Linked DNA regions of Macaca mulatta: region 1 is linked to region 2. Evidence: chromatin contacts called from public Hi-C data. All regions are on one chromosome and are shown on one strand. Each heading gives the region's core, a stretch centred on a gene start, on an enhancer-like site or on the middle of the called end of the contact. The rest is flanking DNA. Distances are from core to core; before and after follow the strand shown.

The links. Hi-C and Micro-C count contacts between places; a contact is called where the count stands out from the background.
Region 1: a contact with region 2 is called in a Hi-C map of fetal cortex germinal zone, with 1.8 times the contacts expected there. The contact joins the promoter of ADGRG5 here to the promoter of DOK4 in region 2. A contact is called at or near these places in 5 of 14 Hi-C or Micro-C datasets (CD4 T cells, cortical neurons, fetal cortex germinal zone and 2 more).

Annotation. Positions count from the first base shown.
Region 1 is chr20:53,126,081-53,130,773 of T2T-MMU8v2.0, forward strand. ADGRG5 (adhesion G protein-coupled receptor G5) reads left to right here and starts at 2,858. Exons shown (of 19, transcript XM_077986210.1): 1 at 2,858-3,020; 2 at 3,138-3,316. CCDC102A (coiled-coil domain containing 102A) reads right to left here. Exons shown (of 9, transcript XM_015126250.3): 2 at 2,156-2,887; 3 at 163-389. The coding sequence starts at 2,740.
Region 2 is chr20:53,074,808-53,079,613 of T2T-MMU8v2.0, forward strand. It overlaps DOK4 (docking protein 4), which reads right to left and starts at 2,304. Exons shown (of 8, transcript NM_001266155.1): 1 at 2,060-2,304. The coding sequence starts at 2,125.

The sequences.
Region 1 (4,693 bases), core at 1,608-4,107, 52 kb after region 2:
GAAATAAAAACTTGCATTGAGTTCTCGGGTGGAACACCACTGCTCTACAGTTCCAAGACACAGCCTAAACACTACCTGTCATCTTCGCGAGTCTAAAGTTCTGTCATTCTGGGGGTGCTCACCTGGCCCTACCGCTGCCCCCTCCTGCCTCCCACGACTCACTCTCGCTCCTTGAGCAGCACCTTCTGGGACTCATCCAGTCGTAGCCGCAGGGCAGTCAACTTGGAGGCCTCCTCCTCCGTGGTAGCTGTGTCCTCCCAGGGCAGCCGGCTCCGCTCCTGGCGGCCTGAGCTGCCCCGCGGGCCCCCGGCCCCCACGCTGCGTGCCTCCCAGCAGTCCTCAGACTCCTCCGGCATGCTCTTCAGTAGGCTCTCCACCAGCTCCAGTTCCTGCGGGGACCAAGGTGGAGGCTGGAGCAGTGGCCGCCAAGCCAGGCCCTGGGTCTGAGATCAGCTTGATGGGTAACCTTGGGCAAGTCACTCAGTGTCTTTGGGCCTCAGTTTCCTCTTCTGCTGCCTGCCTCTCCAGCTCAGACACGCCCTGCTCTGGGCCTCCCATTTCACCTCCTGGAGCTGCAGAGTGTCAGCGCCATGGTTCCCTGTATCCTAGAAGATTCCCCAGGAGAGGTGGTGAGCTCCCTGTCACTGGAAGTATGCAAACCTATAGTGGGGCACTGATGGGAACAAATGTTGAAGCAGGAATTCCTGTAATGGCTTAAGCCTAGATTCCTTCCAAAGGAATTCCAGCTCTAAGATCCTGTTTTTTAAGGGGCAAACAGTAAAGCATGGGGAGACTGGTGACATGGGCAAGCAGTGCCTGTGAAGAGAGCCAGCTCTCAGACAGCAAGCAGTGAGAAATTACGAACCCAGGGCCGAGACCCCTTCCTTCTTGCCATCTTCCCCTTCTTCTCTGCCCCTGCCATCCCCAAGGCCTGTCTCTGACACAAACCCACAAGGACCACAGCCCCCGTTCCAGCTTCTCCCACAGCCTTTCCAGATGAGTCCGGGCCAACCTCTTCCTGGCTCGGCCCTCGGTTTCTCTAGCTGGACTGGAGTGGTGGCCCTGAGGACTCCCTGAGGAGTGAGAGCTACTCTTCTGTATCTCAGATTATCCAGGTGGGGGTGGCAACTGGTTCAAAGCCCTGTTTTACTAATGGGGAACAGGGAGAGATAGGACTTGTTCTGGGCCACAGCATGAAGAGGCTGGGCTGGAGGACAAACTCAGACTGCAAGCCTAGGGCTCCTGCGACTGCCCACAGCCCTCTGGCCTGTGATGGACAACTGGAACAAGGACAGGACAGGAACGCATTGTGCACAGTGAACACCACCTCCAAACACCAGGTCGCCCCAGGGAAGAGGGGACTTCAGCCACAGGAGGCAGCAGTGCCCGAGCTAGCCTATGGGGTGGAGGGGGCTGGGCAGGAGAGAGGAGGGGGCAGTCTTATCTGGAAGAGTTGGCCTGTCCAGGGACTGAGCTGGGGACAGAGCTGGGGAGCTGAGCTTGGACCCTGCCCCTAGGTGGTTTTCTGGTAACAGGCCTGCTGGCTCAGGAGAGGGTGCCCTCTGCAGCAGTATAATCATATTTCACTGCAACCTCGACCTCCTGGGTTCAAGGGATCCTCCTGCCACAGTCACAGCCTCCCAAGTAGCTGGTACTCCAGGTACGAGTCACGTCGTCCTGCCCTCCTGGCACTTTTCACAGCTAATTCCTACTTATCATTCTAGTCTCAGCTTGAATGTGCCCTCTTCCAGGAAAGCTTCTGTGAAGCCTGCGTCAGGGACCTCCTTTGTGATCCCAGTGCCCTGATTTCCCCCACCGCTCAGCTCTGATTGAATCAATGGACTCAGCTCTGCTACGAATCAGCTAACTTCCAGGCAAGCTGCTGGATCCCTCTCCTGCTCAAAGGGGATGATTCCTTGGTTCTGTTGACTTATCAGGTGTGGGAGTGGAGGTATCACAGAACTTGGGATTCTCCACCCTGAGGTCTCCGGAAGGAAGATGATGTGAGGCCCCACAAGGGTAGAACCCGACCTGGAGAAGTGAAACCTCCAGGAGGCCAGGCCTTTACTAGCTTGTTTCTGAGCCCAGCAGCTCAGGCCAATCGGCCCCGCCCACTTCGAGACTGGGGCGCGAACGCCCCGCCCGCGCCGCGCACCTGGCTGCTGGGCGGCCTCTCGGATCCGACGTCACGCACTGGCTCGCGCTCCGCCTCCGGCTCGGGGCCGTCGCGCATCTGGTCGGCGACGCCTCTGGCGCCCCTCAGCCGCGCCAGCTCGCGACCCCGTGCCTCGCACTCGCCCTGTGCCTCCTGGCGCTCGCGCCGTGCGCCCGCCAGTTCTTTGGTGAGCGCGTCCAGGCGCTGGCGCAGCTGGCGCACCTCTTCGCGCGCGCGGTTGCGCTCAGCGCGCACCTTGCTCCACTTCTCGCGCCAATTGGCAGTGCAGTCCGACCACCAGCGCATGGTCTTCTCCATCTGCGCCGCCCGCGCCCGCGCCTCCTCCAGCTCCCGCAGCCGCAGCTCCTCGCGGCTCTCCCAGTCGCCGTCGGCCAGCAGCGCGGGCGCGGGGGGCAGGGGCAGCGCGGGGGGCGGCCCGGGCGAGGGCGTGCCGCTGGGCGGCGTGGGCGGCAGGGAGTCGGCAGGCCCCATGCGCTCCGGCGACGGGCTGCCTAGGATGGTCAGGAGGCTACCCTTGGACAGCTGCGGGGATTCGGCCAGCCGGGGGCTGGGCCCGTGGCTCATGGTGCGGCCGGGCGGGCCCTGGGCTCGAACTGGCGGCCGGGCTCAGGGGCGGCTACGGGGACGCGCGGCGGACGCGATACCACTGTGCATGATGGCGCCGCGCCCCGCTTCTCTCCAGGCCACAGGGCGGAGGACGCCTCCTCGGACCTGCGGGAGAACGCAACCGTTATTGGACTGACCACCGTCAGTCTGGAAGATCAGCCGCGCTAAGGGCCAGGCGGAGAGAACCGAACGGCCAAGGTGGGAGGAGTGAGTTCTGTTCCAGGAGCGTCCCAGTGAGGCAGGATTGGTGGCGCAAAGGCCCGCAAAAGCCTCCTCAGTGGCCTCCAGACTCCCATTCCAATCCCTTCACCTAGCGGCGCTGATCTGAAACCTTGATCTGTTCTTTATCATCCAGGTCCCATCTCGATGGCTTATACTATACTACTGTCCCACTTCCGCACGGGACCCACTAAGGGGCACTGGGCTGGTGCCAGGAGTCCGCTCCCTGCCTCTTCCTGCACTGGGCTAACTTCTTTAAAATTCTTCTGAGATATCACCTCCTCCTGGAAGCCCTCCTGGAGCTCCTCAGGCCAGGTCTGTCAGCCCCTTATGTGTCTCCATCACTGCACTAACTTACCCTGCCCTTTATGTGTCTGCTCTGTACCCTTAACCCAAGGCTGTGAGAGTTTGCTGTGGTCCGGGACTGGGTCGTGGCCACTGTTTTAGTCCCAACACATGATGACAATGATATTTGTGGAGGGCAGGCCACAAGCCAGGCATTATGCCCAGGGCTTTAGGTGAACGATCTCATTTATTCCTTAAAGAGTGGAGGTGAGGAAAATGATTACCTCCATTTATGGTATCTATGAGTCCAAATGCAAACTCTAGTAAGGATTTGCTGAATGAATGCACGCGCTGGGGATGATGATGGAAATAAACCAGTCCTCAGATGGCAGGGGCTTCTGAGAGTACAGCAGGATGTTCCCTCCCCTTCTTTGCTGGAACCACCCCTCCCTGACACCCTGACTCACTGCAAACATCTCTCTTGTTCTCTGTGTCTCACTTCAGCCTCCCCATTGCCCAGCAATGGGCTCTGCCATTTATGGGCCATGCCTCTGCCTTAAAATAAATGAGAGGCATGTCCTTCTCTGTCCCCAGTCTGACCCAGTCTCCCTCCATTGTGGCCTCTGCTGACTGCCACCCACCAATAGCCCCTTGGGACATCACACCTTTCCATCCCCATTAGGCAGAGAGCCCTGGTCCACAGATCTTCATGCCTGCCCCTAAGACTCACCCTTTCTGAGTGATCAGTGCACTGTCGGTGGGACTCTCAGCACTGGCTGTCCCCAAGGCTGCCTGGCAGCCTTCTGTGTCCCCTCTCCACCCTCTTCCAATCTCTAACCCACCTCATTCTTGGCAGATGATCTAATGTCAGGGTTTGCAGTGAAAAAGGAAGCTGTCAAGCCCCACGGCTCCCTCCTCTCTGCCCCTAAGAGGACAGAGGGGTTCTCCTTGAGCCGAAGGCCCCCTCCTGCCTGTCCCACCCTAGCCAGTGACATCCTCTCCAGGGGCCTTACCCCTGCTGAAGTGTCTCCTGGCACCTTCTTCTCCCCTCCCCTGGCTCCTTCCTTTTAAGGCCCTTCCAAAGTGGTCCACACTTACTGTCTCCACTCCATCTACCTCCTTGGTGCTCTGCCACCCAGCCACCTATGGCAGGCTGGTTTCCAGGCCCCTGTGACGGTGTCCCCTGTGGACCTACCATGCCACCTGCTTCCCTGCCTCACTTCTTCCACGTCTTCCTCTCCAGGTTTCCCCTCCTCTCTAGCTGCTCGTCAGCCTCCCAGGTGGACCCCCTGGGCTTAACCCTCGAGTGCTGCTGTCATCCAGCCCTGGGCCCCCTTCTCCTCTCACGCTATCCCTGCCCGAGCCATCTTGCTATGTCCTCAACCCTCAACCCCAAGTCTCTCTCCA
Region 2 (4,806 bases), core at 1,054-3,553:
CGCTCCTTTAAGACAGACACTGAATTTTATCCTCAGAATCCTCACTCATATCCTGGTAGCCTCATTAACAGCCATGCTAAACAAGTGAATGACCACATGAAGGAACCGTGAATGAATGGATGGATGAATGGATGGATGCTGCCGACCCACATACACCCTGCCAGGGTGGGCTCCATGCAGCCCGCAGCATCAGGGGCAGAAGGCCTGGGGACCTGAGCATGCCGGTTGCCTGGTTACAGGATACACATTCACAGCCCCAGGGAGCCACACGCTCAAGAGCCCTCCTTCCCACTTCGCACAGGGCTTTGATCAGTGCTTCAGAAACACTCTGCCACAGCTCTGCCACGGGAGAAAGGCCCTGGCAGGTATGAGTGCCGACTCCTGATCTCTTTCAGCCCCTCCCCCCTCACCTCTGTGGGCTGAGATGAGAATGGCTGCTGGGGAGGGACTGCAGCCTCTCATACCAGGGGAAGTGAGGCTCCTGGTTTCAGGGGGAAGAGAATTCCTTGCATGGATAGGGCCTGGCCACGCCCCACCTTCCCATCCAGGCTGTGCCCACCTGTCAGCCGCTCAGTCTCCCTTCTCTCTGGAACAGGTTTGATACTGAGCCCAAGTGGCTGCCCTTGTAGCCGGTGCCTTCCTGGCATGCTCTGCCCTGGGCAAGGCCTCAGCCCAGCTGGCCCTGGGGACCTGCTAAGTCTGGGGCCATAGGAATGAGGAGTGATGTTAGAAGCGAAGCCGCTACTTCCTTGGCCTCCCTACCTCAGCCTCAGCTTCTCTCTTTGTTCTGTGCTCCAAGTCAGTGGGCTGATCCGCCTTTCAGAGGAACAGCAAAGCAGTCGATGGCTGCCAGGGCCCAGTCTCAACTAGGTTGAGCCCCAGGGTGGGGAGGAACAGGAGGGGAGGTGGGGCCAGAACCGCCCTCTCCAAGGCCAGCCCTGCTCTGTCTGGTAACCAGGTAGGGAAGCCGGGTGGCAGATCCCTCTGCCACTCCGCATGCCCCCCACCCCCCTCAGGCTGAGCCAGAAACCCTTGAGGAGCCTGAGCCCACCCACCCCTTCAAGGCAATGGGAAAGAAAAGGGAGAGAGGGATAGGAGTCCGGGGTCAAACACGGGACTTGGGTGACCTCAGTCACCAGGGCTGTCCTTCCTACAGGAGAAGGGGCAGCTAGCTGCCAGACCTGTCTTTGGCAGGGGGGCCTGGCAGAGGAAAAGAGGCAGCTCTCAGACAGCCTCACCGAGATCATGAAGTTGATCCCCTCTGCTCCTGTCTTCTGAGGGGTCTATCACCAGTTGGGGGTCTACAGGGGGTAGGACAGGATGCACGCCCAGTGAGACCTCTTCTCTATAGCCCCTCCAAGCCCCCAGTTCAGGGCCAAGCACCAAGCCAACAACTTGGAGGGAAGCAGCCTGTCCCAGAGCACTGGACCATTCTGCCCAAAGTTCTCATTTGGAAACCACATAAATATCAGCTTCAGCGCCTCACACCACCCCATCCCCCCCAGCCAACCACTCCCCTTTTCAAACACTTCTTTAACATTGAAAACAACAATCTGAAATATACTAAATATCTGTACACGGAAAGCAGTAGGAAGCAAGGTGAGAGGACCTAAAAGAAAAGAGGCCAGGAGAGGTGAGGGGAGGCCGGGGGTGGGGGCCAAACGGAAGGGAGAGGAGGCCAGGGGAAGTGAGACGCTGCTTCTCAGCTCAGACACAGCCCGGCCTTGCCAGCCGCTCCTGCTGCTGCTGTGGTGACAACTTCAACAATAGCAGGGGAGCCGCCTGCCCATCGGCGGCCACCGTTGCTGCCACCACCACCACCACTGGCCCAGCTGTTGGGATGCCAGCCAGCCCTCTGGGGCGGGGGCTGCAGCAGACAGAACCCAGCCCAGGCACATGCCAGGCAGCACGCTGGCGAGGAGCCCCGAGACCACAGATGCACGATGCCCGGCAGCCGGCGGGCAGCCGCATGCCCCACATACCATGCCTCCGTGCCTGGGACCCAGTCCTCGGGACCCCCTCCCTTGGCAGGGCACCTCCGCAGGTCAGGGTCACTCACCCCGAGCTTCCTGCTCTTCATCTTCACGTAGCCTTGCTTGACGATGTCGCTGAAATTGGTCGCCATGCTTTTCCCACCTTTTGGGGGCGCGGGGCCTGGCGGAGGCGAGGGGAAGAACGTCCAGGTGCCTGGGTCTCCGGCTCCTCCAATCACCTGTTCCAGACACTCTGTCGGGGCTGCCGGGCGAGGGGCTGCTCCTCACCTCCCCCGCCTCAGCATTGTTCTAGCAGCTCCTTCGCCCGGCGCCTGCTGGAAATAAAAATGACAGGGAGATTAGAGGCAGTGACATCTTTCTCTTCCTCTCGCTGTCTCGCTCTCTTTTTTCCTTCCTCTTCCCACACTCCTCCCTCCCTCTTCCCTCCCGCCTTCCTCCCGCCCTTCTTCCTTCCCTTCCCTCCCCACCCCAGGACGACAGAACCATTCAGGAAAACCGAGGTGGAGGCAGCAGTGAGGAAAATGGTCCAGCCCAGTCCCCTCCCTCACGGCTGGGGCTGGCAGTTAACCCCTTCCTGGGAGGACTGGCTCTGGCTCCTGCTGTGGAGGTGGGGACCTAGGAAGGGAAGTGGCGGGGAGTGCTGTTCCTCAGCATTTCGGGCTTGGGGCCCCATCAACTGTGATAACTCTGGGGCAAATTTAGGGCAACTTGCCAAGAGCAAAAGCCCCTTCCTGGGTACAAGTGCTCCCAGGGGTAGGGGCAAGCGCTTCCCAGAGATGGGGGATGGGGGTCCCAGGAGATGACCCCTGGGTGTCTGAGTGAACCCCACGCTCTGCAATGTTAAAGACAAGTTGCCTAGTCAGCTCAGCAGCCCCCACAAACCCCTCTGCCTTCCTGCCGGACCCGGTCCTCTACCTGTTTCTCTCCAGCCCCAGGCTAAGAATCACTACCTTGAGCTCACGCAGGGTCTGCTCCCAGGCCCTGCAACTCTTCCGCACACAGCTCTGGGTGCTGCTTCCTGGGTGGGAGGGCAGAGTCCAGTGGGGCGGGCCCCCAGATAAGCCTGAGGAATGTGCTGGGCCGGCTGGAGGTGGCCACTGTGGGAGCAGACGCCTTGCCCTGGCCCTGGGGTTGGGAACGCTGGCCAGTCCGTGAGGGTGGGGCCCAGGTCCCAACAGGCCACTGGGTCTGGCCAAGCCAAGCCGGGCCTCCATGTCCTGAGCATGGGCAGGAGTTAATTATAGGAGAACCAGCCAGGGCCTGGGGCAACAAGACATGCAGGAGACAGTGTGGGACACCAGAGAGAGGTAAATATGGAGCAGGAAATGGGCATACCAGCAGGGCCACCCCAAATCAGGCGGATCTACAGATAACAAAGACTCAAACTCAAAGGGAGACCTCAGTGATGACCCAGTCTAACCCCTGTATTTTATAGATGGGGAAAGAAAGTTGCCCAGAGAGGGTAAGTTACATGACTAAGGTCACACAGCAGGCCTGGGGCAGAGCCAGGGATGAAGGAGAAGGTCCAGGGTGGTGATGGAGGCCAGTCTGAGGGGGAACATCCTACTGCCATCTCTGGCTGCCTGCCACCTAAGCCTTCCCTGCCATCCAGCCTCAGGGGCAGGATTATGCCAGCAATGTGGCCCCTGTGTCTTCAGGATCACCGGGTGGGAACAGGGCAGCATTTCTGGGGTCAGCTGGGTATCTGTGCTGCCAGAACGGGGCCCTGGGGCAGGCATGCTGCTGGTTGTCCCAGCAGCTTGGCATTAATTAATGTCCTGGAGGCCTGTCTGTTGAGTGCCTAACAAGGAACAGATGGGACTACCCCAGTGGGCACACACAAACAAGGGACGGGCAGAGAGGGTAGTGCTCCCCTATCCCACTTGCACCCTGATACCCCCCAATTCCACTCCTGCCCATTCACTGCCTCTATCCCAGCTCCCTGGGGTCCAAGACCCTCCCACAGTTAGGTGGTCTACTTTCCTCCTATAAGGTCTGGTCTGGGGTCCCCCACTGGCAACTGATCCCCAACACTCTGCCACACCTGGGCTCTGGCAGCTAGAGATGGGTCAATTTTCTCATCTCTGTCTTCACCGCCTGCCTCTGGGGCTGCCTTCTCCCCAGAGCAAGGACCAGCTCAGGAGTTCCCCTCCAAGAGGATTAGCAGGCTGGCCACTGGCTGTGGGTCCACAGTGTGGAAGCCCCCTATCAGAACACGTCTACAGGAAGCCACTGGGCCCCTCGGGTTCATCCAGCGCAGCCCAGACATAGCACAGCCTGGAGTGTGAATCTAGCTGGCTGTGTGGTCCTGGGCAAGCCGCTTAAGATGCTGTGCCTCAATTTCCCCACTGGAAAAAAAAAGTGAATAAATCTACCTACTTTAAATGAGGAAATGAATCCATGAGGCACTTGCCTGCCCACTTGGGACAACAGCTTCTACCCTTTTTCTTTTTCTTCTTTTTTTTTTTTTTTTTTCAGACGGAGTCTCACTCTGTTGTCCAGGCTGGCTCGGTTCACTGCAAGCTCTGCCTCCCGGGTTCATGCCATTCTCCTGCCTCAGCCTCCCGAGTAGCTGGGACTACAGGCTCCCGCCACCACGTGGGGCTAATTTTCTGTATTTTCAGTAGAGATGGGGTTTCACCATGTTAGCCAGGATGGTCTCGATCTCCTGACCTCATGATCCGCCCGCCTTGGCCTCCCAGAGTGCTGGGATTACAGGCATGAGCCACCGTGCCTGGCCTTCTTTTTCTTCTTTTGAGACAGGGTCCTTCTCTGTCACCCAGGCTGGAATGCAGGGGTGCGATCACGGCTT